Linked DNA regions of Ovis aries: region 2 is linked to region 1. A link is a contact called in public Hi-C data. All regions are on one chromosome and are shown on one strand. The core of a region is the stretch at or near the end of the contact, and the rest is flanking DNA. Distances in the headings are between cores, read along the strand shown. Region 1 has its middle 120 kb from the start of PTPN1. Region 2 has its middle 44 kb from the start of PTPN1.

What was found. Hi-C and Micro-C count contacts between places; a contact is called where the count stands out from the background.
Region 2: a Hi-C map of liver shows a contact between it and region 1, with 2.8 times the contacts expected there. The contact joins two enhancer-like sites. A contact is called at or near these places in 5 of 16 Hi-C or Micro-C datasets (blood, hypothalamus, liver and 2 more).

The regions. Positions count from the first base shown.
Region 1 is chr13:78,414,204-78,418,893 of ARS-UI_Ramb_v3.0, forward strand. No RefSeq gene overlaps it. Among named protein-coding and RNA genes, the nearest start is that of PTPN1, 120 kb to the right of the region's middle. Within about 2 kb of position 1,833, at least 29 of the 54 cell types and tissues checked have an H3K27ac peak or open chromatin away from gene starts, as enhancers often do. A contact at or near this core is called in hypothalamus and liver, where this site is marked.
Region 2 is chr13:78,490,877-78,495,566 of ARS-UI_Ramb_v3.0, forward strand. No RefSeq gene overlaps it. Among named protein-coding and RNA genes, the nearest start is that of PTPN1, 44 kb to the right of the region's middle. Within about 2 kb of position 2,240, at least 12 of the 54 cell types and tissues checked have an H3K27ac peak or open chromatin away from gene starts, as enhancers often do. A contact at or near this core is called in hypothalamus and liver, where this site is marked.

The DNA.
Region 1 (4,690 bases), core at 583-3,082:
TGTTTAGAACAGGCCGGGGAGCCCAGCAGGAGGCCCCTGCCATCACGGCGGCGCTCCAGCTGGGCTTCTGCTGAGCGCGCGCTCGCAGGCCAGGGCCTCCGGCCATCCCCGCGTCTCCCTCCGCCTCTTGCTCAGCGCAGCTCATCCACGTCTTTGGATTTCTCACCCTGGGCCTGCAGTTTCTCGGGGGGGGGGGGGGCAGATGCGGCGCCTGTGAAGGACTCCAGATTCTCACTGTGCCTGGCTCGGCATCGGGGCTCAGTGGGCACAAACGCGCACCGTCACCGGAAACAGCCGCGTCCCCCCGAGGCTGGATAAAAAAGCGTTTTCACAGCGGGACACTCCTCAGCCGTGAAAGAACCCACTAGTGACGCTTGCAGAAGCGCAGCGGATCTCACAGGTGTTACGCTGAGTGTAGCAAGTGGGTGCGGAGGAGCACACACCGTGTGACTTCCTCTATTTGAAACTCTGCTGCTGCTGCTGCTAAGCCGCTACAGTCGTGTCTGACTCTGTGCGACCTCATAGACGGCAGCCCACCAGGCTCCCCTGTCCCTGGGATTCTCCAGGCAAGAACACTGGAGTGGGTTGCCATTTCCTTCTCCAGTGCACGAAAGTGAAAAGTGAAAGGGAAGTTGCTCAGTCGCGTTGACTCTTAGCGACCCCTTGGATGGCAGCCTACCAGGCCCTTCCACCCATGGGATCTTCCAGGCAAGAGTTGTGGAGTGGGGTGCCACTGGTGGGACAAAGCTAACCTGTGATGCGGAACAGGATGACCTAGGATGACAGCGCAGAGACCTGCGGTCGTCTGGGGCTGAGGCTGGTTTGGAAAGGAGCAAGAGGGAACTTGGCCTTTGAGAGACTTGGATCGCGTTTTAGGTGGTTGATTCTCCAGTGCATCTGTCGGAACTCATCGAACAGGCCCCATCACCACCTGTGCATTTTATTCTATGTCCGTTATTTCCCACTTATTTTAAAAGGTAGAAACATTTTTGCTGTCATTTCATAAGTGTATTATTATTCCTCTGTTTGGCCATTCAGACCTCCCCGGCCCCCTTTCCCTGCCTCTGGTCCCATCAAAGGCCTCTGGCACGTGAGCGAGATGGCCTGGCATTGCAGAAAGAGCTCTCAGACCCAGGTCACAAACCTGCCTCTTCCTTGCTATCTGCCTCAGGTTGGTCATGTAAACCTTGGTTTCCTCATCTGTTAACTGGAACTATTACTGGTACCCAACTAATACTGAACAGTTAATACTGGCGCCCGGCTCGTGAGATCGTTGCCGGAGTTCAGGTTGATATGAGGTGCAGAGGCCGTGGATATTGGAGGCTCACCAACACGAGCAGAGAAACAACACAGAGAAGCTGGGAGAGGGTGGGCTGATTGAGGGGCGGGGTCTGGAGCCAGGCCACAGCTGCAGGGGGGCAAACCCTGCTCCTTGGGGTAGTCCCTAACCTCTCTGTGCCTCAGTTTCTTTACTTGTAAAGCTAGAATGATGATAACTCCTAGCCATAGGGTTGGTGTTTTGAAGGTTTAAAGAGATAATCCATGGCGAGTTAGGACAGAAAATTGCTGTCCTTGTTTTCAGAGATGGAAGGAAAGGAGCTTGCAACCTGCAGGGGGAGGGGAGGGGGTGGGGCGTTAATTCGGAGGGCCCGGTCCCCTGAACGGTGGTCCCAGCCTGGGTCACGGGGACCCTTGAAGGTGGAGTGGCGGGCAGCCCAGCCTCAGCAGAGCTGGGTCACAAGCTGCCAGGCATGTTCCCGGCTCCTCGGGTCGGCCCCCACGGCTGGAACACATTGCTTCCTTCCTCTGTTCTAGGTGCCAGACCAGCCCAGAAACCGCCTGATGTCAGCAGGCCAGCCCGCCCTCTGATGGGGAGGAAGTGGGCGGGTGCCCTGGGCACAGATGAGCCGGCCAGACGTGCCCTGAGGCGGCACAGTCAGGGCGATGCAGGCATCACGCACCCCCTGCTTATGGAGCTGGCCCTGGCTCAGCTTGTTCCCGCCAAGAGGCTTCGGGGCTGCTTGGGGTCAGAGTGGGGAGATACAGGGGTGTGTGGCCATCTCGACTCCTCTAAACACAGCTGAGGTCCGGCTCCCAGGGGCCTTGGCCTTCAGAAAGGGTGGGCACCCCAGGAAGCGTGTCTTGGGGTGTCTGTGGGGGGTCCACTGTGTGTGCATTTGGCTTACTGTGTAAGGGTGTGTAAGCATGTGAATGCATGGCTTTAAGAAGGTGAATGAGTCTGTGTATGTGTGTGCATGTGTGTGTGTGACTGAGTGTGGGTGTGAATGAGTAGGGATCTGTGTGCTCTAAGTGAGGGTGCCAGACAAGGAGACGCGTCTATTGCTGAATGTACAAACATGCTCGGGCATGTAAGCATTCGTCTGGGTGTGTGAATGACAAAATGAGTGTGTTTTTAATCATATGCATGGTGTGTGTGTGTGTGTGTGTGTGTGTGTGTGTGTGTGTATCTCCAGGTCTGCATCTTGAGCACAGAGTGTGTCTGAATGTGTGCTTGGGAGCAAGTGTATTCCTGACTCTGTGTGTGTGTGTGTGTGTGTGCACGCACTAGGCACGCCCACTGTTGTGAAAAATTCTGCAAGAAACCTCTTTTGCATACAAAACTCAGCTCCATTGCACAAGAATTTTCATGGATGCATGGGGTCAGCAGGTCAGTGCATTTAGAATCTTAACTTTGAAGGAGCCAATGAGGAGGGAGGAGGTGTGATCTTTAAGCTGAGCACTGACCAATCAGAACAGGCACCAGTCGCCAATGCCGGGGCTAGCTGAACCGGCCTTGGCGATCCCAACCTCTAGTCCCATCGGCTGCATCCGAGAAAGGCTTGACCCAGGAGGCGTTCTGAGGCAACCCCCAAACCAGCAAATGGTCAGCCTTTTTGATCAGTCGCTAATCATAGCAAATATTTAATCATTCATTCATCCAGCAATATTTCCTGAGCACCTACAGTGTTCTAGGCACAGATCCTGACAAGAGCAAGATGGACAAAAGTCCCCTTGCTGGTGGTGCTAACACACTAGTGGGACCAAGCAAGCATTAAAACATGAACAGCAGATGGGGAGGGCTAATTGGTAGTATGTGCTGTAGACAAAAATAGGGTCGCAGAGGCAGATAGAGAACAACAGATGGGTTTGTTGCTTTAAAACGCTGGTCCGCTAAGACTTCATAGGGAAGGCGACATTTGAGTGAAGATCTGAAGAAGGTGAGGTGTGAACTATGGGGTCTTCTAGGGGGAGAGCATTCTAGCAGAGGGCACAGCAAGTGCAAAGGCCCTGGGGTGAGCGCACGCTTGGCGTATTTAAGAAAGAGAAAAGGTACCAATGAGTATTTAGCAGGTGTGTGTGTAACTGATTATAAAAGCCGAGTGTTCCTGCAAAGATCAAGCAGTAGAGAATGAATAAGGGAGAAAGGAAAAATCCATAGTAACTGGAGCGGGGAGGGGACGATGGAGAAGTGCCAGGGTGTCTGTTGCACAGTTCTCTTGATGAAGCGATTTTCCATCTTGACAAGGCAGTACCAAAGCAGTGCAGCTGCAACCCCATCTCTCAGTCGCAGCGAAATGCTGTGTTTACGGCTCTAACCCCAGCCCTGAGCCCAGCCAGGTACACGGTAGGTGCTAGCTGAAGGGAGTCTCTGCCTTCCACGGCCTCCTAGCCCCCTGAGGCCTGACGGGGAGAGGCAAGACGGGTGTGCCCCCCAGTGTAGAAACTGGGCGCCCAGTCCCCGCAGACTGCCGGCCCAGCCCCCAGCGGCCCCGGAGTTGACAGCGTCACCTCTCTCTCCTCCTGCTTTTATGAGCTGCGAAGGAGGCTTGTCCCACATTGCACAATTGCCCCTTAATTGCTATTTCCTCTCAGTTATGAATTATGTCATGGATACGACCGCTCACGTTATTAAACTTCCACAGAGGCCTTATCGTCTGGATACCCGCCAGCACCCCGGCCTGACCTACTTTCCCACCGGATTTCAAAACCTCCTCCCTCGTCCTCTTGCTGGGCTTTTCCTAAGGAGAGTTCTCTGTGCCCAAAAACTCGCCTCTAAAAATAAAAACTAGAGCGAGGGGGGTGGGGCGCAGCTGGCCTCGCAAAGCCCTGAGGCTGACGGCGGCCCCCGTGACTGCGGCCAAGCTCCACCCCACCTAGAAGTTTCCCCTGCAGCCTGTCCTTGGGACTCGGGCTTCCTATCAGGACAGGCTGTGACACGAGCCGCTGGCATGGGTGCCCCGGACCTTGTGTCTCAGCTGCGGATGGGAGGGCTGACTTTGGAGGCAGGAAAACCAGAGTGGAATCCTGACTGTTCCTGTAACCAGCTCATTCATTCATTCACCCCAGGGCTAGTTACTGAGTCTGTTATAAACTGAATGCTAGCTCTGTTCTGGATGCTGGGGACATATCGAGAATGTACTGGATAGCATCAGGGTGAATTCCCGTCCTCAAAGAGCTTACCACCTGCTGGGCAGAGAGAGGCACAGAAGAAATGATTGTATAAGAAGAGCAATGAAAATGAGACAGTGTGGTGGGCTAGAGGGTGATGGCAATACTCACAACCAAGATGATCAAGGGGGTCTTTCTGATGGGAGGGGGTCATTTAAAGCAAAGCCCAGTGATGAAAAGAATCAAGTCTGAGAAGCAGTGCCAGGAGCCGGTGAGATAAACTAGTGACCCGGGGTTCAAA
Region 2 (4,690 bases), core at 990-3,489, 77 kb after region 1:
AATTTAAAAGGGAAAAAAATAACAACAAATCTAGCAAAGGGGAGCCCGCAAGCCCTTTCTGTTCCATAGAGTTTTCCCACAAACTGGGGCAGGGTGGGGCGGGGCGGCGTGGTCAGAGAAAGAACTGCCCTTTAGAAGTGAAGCAAGAGTGGGAAACCCAGCGCGCTCCGGGCCGGCGGAAGGTGTCAGCCGACCGCGGGGAAGTTGTGCGGCTAATGACCCAGCCCGCCCTCTTGCAGCATGGGGCCTGGCGGACCTGTGCACGCTGCCACGCCCCAGAGCCTCTGCAGACCCCAGACTGGGCTGGTGACCCCATGTCACACCGCAGCCCCACGTGTCCCTACGGCCTAACGGGGGTCACCCCACCGTGTCCCTGCCCCTCTTCACATGCGTTACCTAGCTTAACCTGGTCTTGACAGCCTGCCTGTGAGCCAGCTAGGGGTCACTGTGTCAGCCTCACTTCACAGAGAAGGAAACCAAGGCTTGAAAGATGTAGTGATTTGCCCAAGGTTGTCGAGCTGGAAAATGGCGGCGTCTAAATTTATCACCACTTGGTTCCATCTTTGTCTATGATCGGCCTCCTACTTCTCATTTCTACGAAACCAAATGATGAGTTTCTAGAGGAAAAGGATGGGTGCACAGGCTTCACTGTGTCCCCAGGGTTTTGCCAGAGTCTAGCACATGAGGCCGGGGTCTAGGACAATAATGATGGCTGGATGAATGAATTAACTTATGGAGGATGAATAGATGGATGGATGGATGGATGGATGGGTGAGTAAGTGGGTGAAATGAATAAATAAAAGGATGGATGATGGATGCATGGATATCGATGGATGAGTGGGTGGGTGGAATGCATGCAGGGAATGAATGTATGGCTGAATAGGTAAAAGAATTAATTAAATGATCATGAGAGGCCAAGGGCGCTAAGAGGATGCCTGTTTATTCCTGGACCTTGAATGCACCGTTAAGGAAGCTTGCAGACAGGCCGCTTTCAAGCCAAATCAGCCTTCAGACATGTTTTGTTTTGGCCATCCCAGGGTTTTTCATTTTTTAATTAATTGTCTTTATTTTAAAATTCTGGAAAAGGGAAAGGCTACCCACTCCAGTATTCTGGCCTGGAGAACTCCATGGACTATAGTCCAGGGGGTCGCAAAGCGTCGGCAACGACTGAGCAACTTTCAATTTCACTATTTTAAAATTAGGAAATTTCACATTAGAAATCTGGATCACTGGTTTCCCTGACAGCTCAGCTGGTAAAGAATCTGCCTGCAACGCAGGAGACCCCTGTTCAATTCCTGGGACGGGAAGATCCCCTGGAGAAGGGACAGGCTACCTACTCCAGTATGCTTGGGCTTCCCTGGTGGCTCAGACGGCGAAGAATCTGCCTGCAAATACAGGAGACCTGGGTTCAGTTCCTGAGTTGGGAAGATCCCTTGGAGGAGGGCATGGCAACACACTCCAGTATTCTTGCCTGGAGAATCCCATGGACAGAGGAGCCTGGAGGGCTACAGCCCATGGGGTCGCCAAGAGTCGGACACACCTGAGCAAGGATACGATCCTTGCAAAATTGGGCCAGCTCACGTGCCAGGAAGCAATGGGCCAGGACTGACAGGGCCGAGCCACCTGGGACCACAGTCTCCACCGCTCCCCAGCGCATCTCTGATGTTGAGGCTGGGTGTCGGCTGCCATTTATTACGGCACTTCAGGCTGGTGATCTTCTCATAGTATAATTGCAATGAAAATGAAACATCTGGTGTACCCGGGTGTCCATCAAAAGTAGGGAAATGAAAACACGTAGAAAGAAAACTGGGAGAGATGTTATTTGTTTGTGAATGTTCCTATGGATCTGATGCGCACACAATGCATGCCTTCCTGAGGGTCCGTAGACCACGGCACCTAAGGGCACAGGTGCGGAGCTTGAGGACCGGCCCGGCCCAGGGCTGCTGGCTGCTGGCTGCGCGGCCTTGGGCAAGCCGCCGAGCCTCTCTGGGCTTCAGTTTCCCCGTCTCTAAGGCAGAGATGGAGTCAGTTCCCACCTCAGGGTATTAATGAGTTCCCGCATGAGAAACTCCCTGTGTGTGTGAGCCAGGACTAACTTTGGTTGTTTTGTGTGACCTGTACAACAGGGGTTCTAGACCCAGGGCCATTTGGCAATGCCTAACGCCTTAGGCTGCCACAGCGCGTCCCTTCCAGGCTGCGGCCAGTTAGACAAGGGGTGTGTCCCTAGCGCCTCCCAGTGGCTTGATACCGAAACTGCAGGAAGCTCTCCAGCCCGGGGTGGTGGTGGGGAATAGAGATTGACCCCAGGGCCATCTGCATCCAGACTCAGCGGGAATGTGGAGATTTAAAGTCATGAAAGATGGTAGCAAAGGCTTAGGAGACAAAATGACATGGGTTTGGATCCCAGCTCTCCCACAGAGCAGCAGGGAGACCTTGAACAAATCTATGACCCCTCTGGACCTCAGTTTCCTCAGCTGTAAAATGGGGATGATGTTACACCAGTGTTGTGGGTAGGATTATATTAAGTAACATACATAAACAGATGGCGCCTACTGGATGCTTCATAATCCTCCTCTCTGACACGGGTGTTCACCTAGATCCAGAGCCATGGGGATGAGCTTCCAATATACCCAGAATGATTTAAAAATAATTCTCAAATAGTTTTGCTAGAGGAGTGAGATGTGATGGGGGGTGGGAGGTTCAAGAGGGAAGGGAGATATGTGTACTTATGCTGATTCATATTGTCGTTGACAGAAATCAGCACAACATTATAAAGGAATTGTCTTCCAATTAAAAATAAATTTAAAAAATAATTTTGCTTCAAAGGCACATTTAAAATACGGAACGGGATCCACAACATATTGTCAAATAACCTCAGGCCTGAAAAACATGGTGCAGAAGGGGATTTCTGGCAACAGATCTGGATTTCAGAATACATACATGTGTAACATCTGCGAGAGACAAAGACCTAATTTTCTTAGTATATAAAGAGCTCTTGCAGATGAAGAGACAATTATCCGATAGAAATGTGGGCAAAGGATGTGAATGCTTTACTACCAGAAAAGAGACACAAACGGCCTTTAGATATGTTTTTTAATTCCCCAACCTAAAGGAAGACTATGGGGATTACAACCACGGTGAACACATTTTTCCCCGATAGGCAAAGCCAAGATGGAGCGGTCGGATAATAGTTGGCGTTGGCTGGAGTGTGGGGAAACCAGGGCTCACGTCAGTCACTGCCCTGAATGTCAGTTGGTAGGCATGACCTCAGAAAGCATTTAGACAGTAAGTGTTAAAATTTAAAAATGCACCTGCCCTATGACTGGGCGGTTCAGGGGCTAAGAATTCATCCCTACGGAAATAGATCCGCATACACGGAAAGACTCTTGTGAAAGGAATACTAAGCACAGCATTGTTTGCTGCAGCAAAACACTGGAATCAGCTACATGGTATCATCGGGGACTGGTTAGATAAATTATGATATTCAGACAATGGAATGTGTGGAGAATGCTCTCCTAGTGCTGATCTGGAAAGATCTCCAAGGTACATTATTAAGTAAAAAACAAAACCAGCGCCGAGCAGGGGGTACAGTATACTTCTCTGTAGAGAAACAGCTACAGGAATCCGTGTACACATTTGCTTATCTACACTCTGGATATCTCTGCAATGATCCCCAAGAAACGATAGCCAGGATGACTTCCTGACAGAGACTCTTGGAGATTTGGAGCTGGAGAGCAGGGCTAAAGGATTGCTGCTGTTTAGCCAGGCCCCTCTGTCCATGGGATTTCCCAGGCAAGAATACTGGAGGGGGTTACCATTTCCTCCTCCAAGGAACTTTCCCAACCCAGGGATCATTGGCAGGTGGATTCTTTATCACTGGGCCACCAGGGAAGACAGGGGTTAAGGATTAGACAGGGAATATCCACTGTAAATCTTGTGGTACCTTTTCAACTACTTTTCATGCAAATATGTTTTCTTATGAATATTTTTTTAGTTTTTCATCCTTTAAATTAGACGAGAGGGAGAAATGCCCGCAAGGATATGCTCCAAAATGTCTGCAGCTCTTACCTATGGGTGACTGATGGGGATTTGCAGTGACTTTTATTATCTCATTTTTACTCAGATGGATTTTCTGATTTTTAAAAAATAATTATCAAAGGATATTTGGTATTAATAACTTCAAAAATTCTTTAAAAGTAGACTCTCCGTGTCCTTTTGTTAGCCAGGGGGAAACTAACCTCTACATTGAAAAGCAACAACAGAATATGTACACTCCCCTAAAGAGTCCAATTATCGTCACTGCCAAGAACATCATGGAGCCACATTCCACAAAAAGCGAAGATTGATACAGTCATCCTACTGTGGGCGTGTGTCGCTCAGTCACGTACAGCTGTTTGTGACCCCGTGACTGTTGCCCGCCAGGCTCCTCCGTCCAGGGGATTCTCCAGGCAAGAATACTGGAGGGCGTTGCCATTTCCTTCTCCAGGGGATCTTCCCGACCCAGGGATCGAACCCCGGTCTCCTGCATTACAGGGGGATTCTGTACCATCAAAACTGCTAGTGGGGCTTGAATCAGCTTCAGATCTGTCACTTATTAGCTGGGCACATCAGTTCAGCTCCCTTGGCCTCACTTTTCTCGTCCACAGCATGGGAACACCGCAGCGCCGCTAGCGGACTTGACTGAGATGGT